Linked DNA regions of Mus musculus: region 1 is linked to region 2. The links are chromatin contacts, called in public promoter capture Hi-C maps. All regions are on one chromosome and are shown on one strand. The core of a region is the stretch at or near the end of the contact, and the rest is flanking DNA. Distances in the headings are between cores, read along the strand shown.

What was found. Capture Hi-C pulls out chosen DNA fragments and counts their contacts.
Region 1: a contact with region 2 is called in a promoter capture Hi-C map of adipose tissue. The contact joins two enhancer-like sites. A contact is called at or near these places in 3 of 39 promoter capture datasets (the SN4741 cell line, hippocampal neurons and pre-B cells) and 1 of 9 other capture datasets (adipose tissue).

What each region holds. Positions count from the first base shown.
Region 1 is chr8:121,896,670-121,901,102 of GRCm38.p6, reverse strand. All of the region lies in intron 1 of Slc7a5 (solute carrier family 7 (cationic amino acid transporter, y+ system), member 5), which reads left to right. Among named protein-coding and RNA genes, the nearest start is that of Slc7a5, 8.8 kb to the left of the region's middle. Within about 2 kb of position 2,497, at least 379 of the 459 cell types and tissues checked have an H3K27ac peak or open chromatin away from gene starts, as enhancers often do. A contact at or near this core is called in adipose tissue, where this site is marked.
Region 2 is chr8:121,562,234-121,566,650 of GRCm38.p6, reverse strand. Fbxo31 (F-box protein 31) reads left to right here. Exons shown (of 9, transcript NM_133765.4): 2 at 305-376. Among named protein-coding and RNA genes, the nearest start is that of Fbxo31, 14 kb to the left of the region's middle. Within about 2 kb of position 2,765, at least 49 of the 459 cell types and tissues checked have an H3K27ac peak or open chromatin away from gene starts, as enhancers often do. A contact at or near this core is called in adipose tissue, where this site is marked.

The sequences.
Region 1 (4,433 bases), core at 1,248-3,747, 330 kb before region 2:
GAGGCAGAGGTGTCAGACATCCTGGGGGCTGGGGGGCAAGGCAGCTTCTGGAGGTACCAGGAACACTTGCAACTCTGTCTTCAGGAAACCTGCTTCAGAAGTCTTGGGGAGTCACTAGGGGTGAATGGGTGTTTTGTTTTGTTTTAAAATTTATTTATTTCATGTATATGAGTACACTGTAAATGTCTTCAGACACACCAGAAGAAGGGGTTGTGAGTCACTGTGTGGTTGCTGGGATTTAAACTCAGGACCTCTGGAAGAGCACTCATTGCTTTTAACCGCTGAGCCATCTCTCCTGCCTATGTTTCATCTTACTAAGCTGATGTTTTCTGGCCTGTTGAAAGGATATGCCAGGCTTGTTTGAATAGTCAGGGACACCTGCACCCCTGGAACTGTCTGTGGTTGACTAGTGCTCAGTGTATATGAGGCCTGAGTCCCATCCCACACCGAGAGGAAGATACTGGAGAATCCACATAGACCTGAGGATGGGGCACAGGTGTGGTGGTATGTGCCTGAGTTCAAGGACAGCATCTATAGAGCGAGCTCTGGGACAGCTAGGGCTACACAGAGAAACCCTGTCTCAAATTTAAGAAACAAAACATTGAAGACTCCACAGCAGCTACGTTCCTCGGATGTGCCAGGATTCTCGGCCCATCAGAGTGACATCCTATGCTGGAGTTGGATCACACCCTGCAGGTTTCCTGACCTGTGTGGCTACATGCATACTTGGGAGCCCAGGAAAGGGATTCTAGAGAAGTCACCCATTGTATCTAAGTGGGCAACCTGGGCTAATGGCCCTAGCATGTGGGAGCTTGCTGACCTTAGAGGCTCGGCTGTCTTGGACTTGTCTGGGTGGGATCGCCAGTGATTGGGGGGGGGGGCTGTTTTTACCAGCACCTGAGGAGTCTAGGAGTCTGTCTGGCTAGGATGAGTACTGGGGTAACTGGCCACCTGGTTATTGCCAGACAGATCTTGAACCTGCACAGAGGCTCACTGGGGCTCTTTTGGGCTCTACCTGAGAGACTTGAGTGGGGAACCTGAAACACCCAGACTTTAAGGAGTAAGGAAGTACTACTGATGTCGGGAGTCCTGGGTCCATCAGGGAATCCCTGCGTGTGCTGACTGACTCGATTCAGATGGAGCTAGGATCACCTCCAGACAGGTCATCTAAGCCCACCCAGGCTCAGGCCTTCGTCCAATCAGTGGGCCAAGGATAGATGCACCCTGGGGGACCAGTCATGCTTCCTGGAACCAGTGAAGCCACCAGCCACTTGCTCTACCCTGCCCCAGGAGGCCTGGGAGACTTGGTGGGAGAGTGTGGGCAGCACCAGCCCCATGAGTTTCTACCTCCTGCCCATTGTACTGAGGCAGCAGCTCCGGCCGTCACATTTGGCCCTTTAGGGAAGAGATTCTGGTGCCTGCTCAGCCATGGGTCAGGTGGTATCAGGGTGAGCCTAGGACTTCTCCCATGGCCCGAGCACTGTTTTGCTGACCCAGCCAGACAGTAAAGGGTCTCTCCAGCACTCTGAAGTGTGAGCCGTGGAGCCTGAGTGTCCCCATGCAGGTGGCTAGGGATGAGAACTAACCTTGTGAAGAACATCACTATTAGGCCCGTGGGCCAAGGGCCTGACCTGCATAGCTATCTGCACCCAGGATGAGGCTCTGGGCTTTTTATCTCACAGGTCCAGCTGTTAGCCAGCACAGCCACATTTATCTATTGGTGTCACGTGGGGAACCCCCAAAAGGACCAGCCTTTCGCCTCCTACGCTAAGGCCAGGCTATCCCCTTGTCACGGCACAGTCCTGCTGGCTTTGTCTTTGGTGGGGAGACAGTGACGAGGTGGTGGATTGTCTGGGTAGGGAACTGAGGTTCCTTCCGGTCGGTCTTCTGACCGCCTCTCATGACAGTGTCTCGAGAAGGCCAGAAGCCCCTGGACCCAGATGAATTCATTCATTTATTTCAGATTGTTTGGTTTTGAAAGCGGGGCTGCGGGGCATAATAATCCCTTGTCCGCTTGTTCCCGAGTCAGTGCGCATTACCGGTTTACCACCTGCTCTGGCTTTTATAAGAGACTTGAAAGTATAGAGTCTCTTTTGTTCTGTCTTCTTCTGATGTCAGAGGAGAAGTCGTCAGCTAGGAAGAAGTTCAACCCCAGTTGCCGAGGCCCGTGCTGGCCCTTCTCTGTCCACTTGGCCTGCAGTCTGGGATCAGACCTGGTTTTGGCAGGAGAGAAGCTGGCTTGGCCCAGACAGGGCAGGGTATTAGAGTAGCAGAGGGGCCCACTGGGACAGTGAGGATAGTGGTTCAATACACTGCTCCCTTCTGAGAGGTTTAGAGGGGCACCTCCTACAGGGCGACTCAGCAGAGGCACAGTTCCTGGAGCCCAGAGCAGTGTCATACTTTCCCTTAGAGACCACAGCTGTCAAGGCTGAGGCTGTAGGCTTTGGGCTTAGCCACACCCCTCCTGCTGGCTCACCCCAGCCAAATGGGATCTGGCTAGTGATGCAATCTGCCAGCCTCTTGCACACCAGAAGGGTGTGTGGGGAGGCGGGATCAAGGGAGGCTCGGCTGCTCTGCAAGTTTCTTTGTCAGTACCTATAAGGAAATGTGGGACTGTCTAAGGAAAGCTGTCAGATTGGTGACCTGTGGGGGAAGGGACAAGGGCGATGGGGGAAGCCTCTCAGGGGGTGGGGGCCTGTGTTCATCCCACAGTCTCCTCTTACTCCTTTACTCTGGGAGACATGGGAGTTTTCAAGCAAGTCACTGCGGTACAGCGGCAGCAACTGCAGTAGCAGCTACACAGGCAAGGGAGCTTTCTCTAGTCTAGTCACAGCCGGTGTTACATCAGCCGGAGCTATAAAGAGGGAGGTGACTCAGTGCAAATGAGTGTTCTGGCTTCCTGGAGGTAAAGCAACTGCTGTAGCCTCCATCACCAGCACCAGGGAGTCTTCCTGCTTCCCTTCCACCTGAAGTTTGCCATGGCCAGATAATTAATGCAGATTCCTGTCTTTGTGGTCTGTTCACCAAACTGCATCATGACATATAATTAGTCTGGCTGCCTGGCATCTGCGAGGCCTGAGTCGGCACAGCCTTTGTGGGAGCTGCTCCCTCTACATCCTGGAGAAGTCGGGATTCTGGTAAACTGGGGCCACTCAGGCTGTACTGGTTAATGTTTGACCAAGGCAAGCCAGGAACTCCCCTCCCCCATAGTGGAGGCTCTCTAGCTCTCTTGGGGCTAGAGCTGAGGAAGCTGGGGGCTCTAGTATGGGGACCCAGCTGCTACCAAGGTGGCGAGGTAGGTGTGCTCACTGGTTTTACAGTGTTTTCATTTATGTTTACACAGAGTACAGTGTTAAAACCCAGTTCCTCACTCCACAGACAACTGCATACACTTGTCAAGGTCTCAGGGTTCCTTTAGGGGACCAGGCAGCACTGGTAATTGCTTCCTGCAGCCCCCCTGGTACCCTGGGTCCCTGAGGCCCTGCCTTCACACTGTGTGGTTCAGTTGCTCAGTTGTCTACAAAATATTACCTGTGGTTCATGTTTAATATATGCTGATCAAATGGCAGTGCAGTGGGACATGTTGCTGTTTTGTCATGCCCTGAGCCCACCTGCAACCGCTTGTGAGAGCACCTGTTCCCCTCGGTTCCCACCTGCAGCCGCACGTGAGAGCACCTGTTCCCCTCGGTTTCCACCTGCAGCCGCACATGAGAGCACCTGTTCCCCTCGGTTTCCACCTGCAGCTGGTGCCCACCTTGCCCCATTGTTCCCCTCTCGGCTTATCAGATTCACACAGACAAGGTGCCTCCCTGCTTTCACCAAGCCTGGGAAAGGTTGTCTTTGAGGAGAGGTCACCTTACTGTTCACAGTGCTGTGCTTGACCCTAGCGCTTGCTGTCCCAGGATTAGGGGCCATCCCCCAGGCTGCTTGAATTTCACTTGAGTCTGCACTTCCACAGAGTGGATACACACAGGCAACTGCAGATGAAGGGGTTCTGATGGGGGGAGTCTCTACGGAGGCAGAGACTGCTGAGACATGAAGCCTTAGCCATGCATGGTGGCACATGTCTAATCCCAGCACTCAGGAAGCTGAGTTCAGTGCCAATGGGGCTACAGAGTGGAACCCTGTCTCACAAGGCCAGGTAAAAGGAACTGGGCCTGGTGACACAGGCTTGTCCTCCTGGCACTCAGAAGGCTTTGACAGGAGGAGGAGCTTGAGTCTGAGCCCAGCCTGGTCTACATAGTAAAACCCTATCTATTTAAAAAAAAAAAAAAAGGTTGCTGCAGGCTACCCAGGGCTGCCAGGATCAGGCTCTTTGAAGAATTGATGTTTCTAACCTTTGACCCTGGCCCCAGAGAACCAGCTAGCTTTATCAAAACAAGTCTCAGAAAGTCAGAGCCCACGGGGAGGCAGGCAGGGCTTTACCTCTGTGG
Region 2 (4,417 bases), core at 1,516-4,015:
TAACACCACCATTACAGATCTCATAAAGATGCGAATGGCCGCCACCATTTCCAGAGTCCCGAGTGCCTCAGTCCATTGTACAGTTAGGTTACTGGACCATAGCAGAGCAGACAGCAGAGCTGGGCGGCCCTCACTGCAGCGCGGCAGGGACTTTGGCTGTGAGCAAGCAGAGAGGTCACACAGGGAAGGCAGATTCCTCCCAATGAGGAAGTGTCAGCCGAGTCCCCCGCCTGTCACAGTCAGCATCTCTGCTGCTTTGCGCGAGTTTTCCTTGGTTTTGCATCTAGCGTGTTTCTTGTTGCAGAGTATGGCGTTTGTGAGAACCTGCGGAAGCTGGAGATCACAGGTGTGTCTTGCCGGGACGTCTATGCAAAACGTGAGTCAGTCCTCTGTCTTCTGCACCTTTGCCTTTGAGCCAGGGCTCCATAAGTGGCAGTGGCCATGACTGTCAGTGGGGTTGATGCTTGCTGCTGTCCTGGATACAGTCCTTTCAAGTCCATGACGGTTAAAGGCATCCAGGGCCTGCATTTCTAGTTATTGAATCTATATTTTACTTTGGTGCTGCCCGGGATTTCAGTGCTCGGCAAATGCTCTCATTGTCTGGGACCCACATCCCACCCCATATATTCTGTTGTAACATACATGACAATTGTGTGTATCTGTGGATACAGTGACCTCAGTACATGTACACAGTGTACACTGACCAGGTCAGGGTGAGTGGCATAGCTGTTACCCCAAACATTTACACCCTGCTGGGAGCCTTTGTGGTTCTGTCTCAGTGAACAGTCGTCTGCTGTTGCGGAGACGAGCTGAGTGTGTGGCTGGGGAGGAACACTCTGGCCTTCTGGAGTTGAGTTGGGCCTGCAGGAATTGATAAGTGGAGTCGCTTTCTCCGTCAGCTCCCTCAGCTTCAGAGCGGCTGCCTCTGTTCCGTGCTGCCCATCCTTCCGCAGCTCCGATTCCCTCCTCTGTGAGCGCATCAACCCCTGTCTTGTTTCCCATCAGTCCCTTCACTCCCCAGAGCCTCTCCCTCTAAGCTCAGCATCCCTGCCCCCCGTTAGCCTCTCTTCAGAATCCATGGGGCTCATATGTCCCACACTGCAGTCGGGTGGCTGCGGGGCTGCCTGACCCTCATTACAAGCTAGCAGCACAGCTTGCCCCCCAGGAGTGATGAGTGCCGCAGCCTCATCCTCACAGGGACGCAGCTGTGGACGCTGGCCAGGTGTCAGTGTCTCGTGACAGCCCATGGAGCACACAGGGATGGCGTTCCTCAGAGCTGTGCTCCTCTGTCCTGAGGGAGAACCCTCCCAGGTACAGGGTCTGGAGACGTTGTCGTGTGGTGGAGGCAGACAGGCAGGCAAGGACAGCGGCGTTCTGCTGTCTGGCTCTGTGAATGTGCTGCAGCTGCAGGGCCAGCCTCTGCCTGCCTCTTAGCACCTGGGTGTTTGCTTTGCATCAGCCAGAGCGTACTGCACACTGAGTATGGGAGCTGAGGTTCTGAAAGTCTGCAAACACTCCTAAGCTGGGCCTGATGGCTGAGGGGAGTCAGCCTGAGCCCCTGAACAGGTGGCCGCTCCAGCCAGTCTGGATTCAGCAGTGAGAGATGTGATGTCTTAGAACACACATCGTGAGGACAGGAGAGTGTGAAGCCGTGCCTCTGTAGGGACAGAACCCTCCACGACTTTACGGACCTGTCAGCCATACTGCTCTCCCACTCCTGGATCCCAGGGGCCACCAGAGTTTATGGCTGCAGCGAGTCGCAATAAACGTGGAGACATGCCCCATAGTGCAGCTGACCTGGCCAGTCTGGCACTGTCTGACCCCCCAGAAGTAGGAGTAGCAGGAGGAAGAGGATGTCAGGTCACATCACATGGCAGCCGCTCACCTGTGAGGGGACCCTCAGCCTTTCCTGCTGTGTCCGTTCAGGTATAAATCCTCGAGTGAAGTCAGGACGCTTCATGAAAATTCTCCCCGATTATGAGCACATGGAGTACAGAGATGTGTACACCTGCCGTACGTACCTCACGCCCTGCGCTGTGGCTGCTGCTGCTGCTGCTGCTGCTGCATGGGCGATAGCAGGCGGGTGGGTGGGCGGGCAGACTCGCTTCCCACCCTGGGAGATGCTGTCCCGGCTTTTTCTCCTTTCCTCTGCTGCAGCTGTGGTGGGTCGCGCTGAGTGGTAGCCTAGGCTCTCTGTGTATGGACTGAGTTTCCACAGTAGCTTCTAGGGTCTTGGGCAGCCCTGTAGAAGTTAGGTCAGGTTCTGCCTCCCAGCCCCGTGCTCCCAGAAATAAGACTCAGACTCAAAATATGACAGGTGCTGCAGCCATACAATACAAAAAGACGTTCTCCACAACACAGTTGTTGGTTTAGGCAAGAACAGCTCACTAATATTTTTTTAATGCAATTGCAGAAAAAGTCAGGTAGAGCAGAGAATAAAGGCCTCTAAAGCTCCTCCATTCTAAAATAACACAGAACTGGGCTCAGCGCCACGTGCCTGTCAGCCTAGCACTCAAGAGGCTGAGGCAGGAGGATTGCTGTGAGTTCTGGGACAGCGTGAGGTATAGAATGGGACTACCGTCAAAAACAAAACAAGACTCCCCTCCTCCCCAAAAAGGCCCCAGAAGAAATGTAAACCAACATCTGCGTTTATTAGTTACTTGTGTGAGTGCACAGGACATTCCTGTGTACTGTCCCGGTCCTCCCCTCCCCTCCCCTCCCCTCCCCCCATGTCAGACAAGGGGTGGATAAACATGCTTGCCCTGTTGCCTGGTTACCTGAACTGACTCCATCCAGTTGTCTGGCCTCCAGGTTCCTTGTGGCACATGTGTACACACATACAAATAAATAAGATTTAAAAAATAAAAATAAAAAAAGCCACCGGCTTTCCCTCTCTGACTGGGCGCAGGAGACTTTTTTTTTTTTTTGATGCTGTGAGGATTGGGGAGAGGATTTCAGCTGTCAAGAAAGACCAGAGCTGGAGAGGTCTTGCCTGCCGTTCCTGCTCTTGGTGGAGGCAGGAGAATTGGGTTCAAAGCCGGCTTTGGCCGTATAGTAAGCAGGAGGCGAGTTCTATTTCCAACAACCACCCCCCACCCAAACAAACAGGCTGTGAATGACCTTTTCCTGTCTAACAAAAGCAACGACAAGCTTGTGACTTATTTCCCAGAGTGCCACCAAGGTCTGGACACCAGGTTCTGGCTCCCCGAGGGGACAGTCCCGGCTTTGTGACATGCTGCCTTTGTCTGGTGTGCTCCTGGGCTGTGTTGGCACTTTGAATAGCTGCTAACACACACCTTTGCTTACATTGGCTGGCACAGAGGTGGACTGACTGCCAAGGTCATGGCCAGGGTATGGGAAGACTTGGACATGGCAGGGCACGGGACCTGGGAGGGCTGGCGGTGTGCAGATTGCAGACACTTCCCACACGGTGTTGGACGGGGTTTCTAGAACACTGTGTCCTGGGCCCAGTAGCCCTCTCTGCTGAGCAGAGAGAGAGCCGCAAGTCCTGCCAGCCCCACCGGGTTCAAGGGAGGTGGGGAGGAGGGGCGTGGTTCTGGGAAGCCTTGAGGACAGCTGGCCCCATGTAGGGCCACATGAGATATTTCTGGAACTGCCTGGATGCTCAGCCCTCCCGGCGGTCTGTGAAGAGTGTGGAGTCCTCCTCATTTCTGGGTGGTGCTGCTGAGTGCCTGGACTTCAGCCTCCTGTTTGGTGGCCCTGCGGCTTGTCAGTGGCAGGGTGGCGGTGGCTGTCCAGCCAAGGTTCAAGTACATTTGAGTCACACAGCACTTGGTAGGGGCATCCCTGGTAGTGAGCCCCTGGTGTGCCAGAGAAGAAGAAAACGAGGCCCAGCACCTGACCTCTTGCCCTTTCACCTTTGGCTTCCAGGCACGTAGCGCCAGCTGGGCTCTCAGCGGGCTCTCTCACCAGCCTGCTGTGACACCTTGCCACAGGAAGGCTTTGGGAGCAGGCCCTACCTGGGCTGCTGCCTGAGGGGGGACTTGTGCATGAAGATGAAGGCCCTTGGACCCCAGGCTCCTGGGCTGGATGGGCTGAGAAGAACCTTGAGACATGTCCTGAGGGCAGGACTGTCCCAAGCCGACTCAAGGTGCCACAGATCTGTGCACTGCCAGTGTATTAGAGTATTCAGGGACTCCTGTCTTTGGATGGAGCTGTTGTCTGTCTGTCACTTAGAGTGACCGTGGGTGCTCCTGAGGTCAGAGGCAGGTGCAGGACCAAGGACAAGGAGGGACTTGGTAACAGGATGTGATGGCCCCTGAGATGCCTGGGCCGCACACTGGAGTGTGGTGGGAAGCCCCCTACGGAGCTCCAGCCCCGACCCTCCCCAAGGAGCCGCTAACACTGACTCCTCCAGAGTGGCGGGGAGCGCCTTGGAAAGTCTAACAGCAGATGC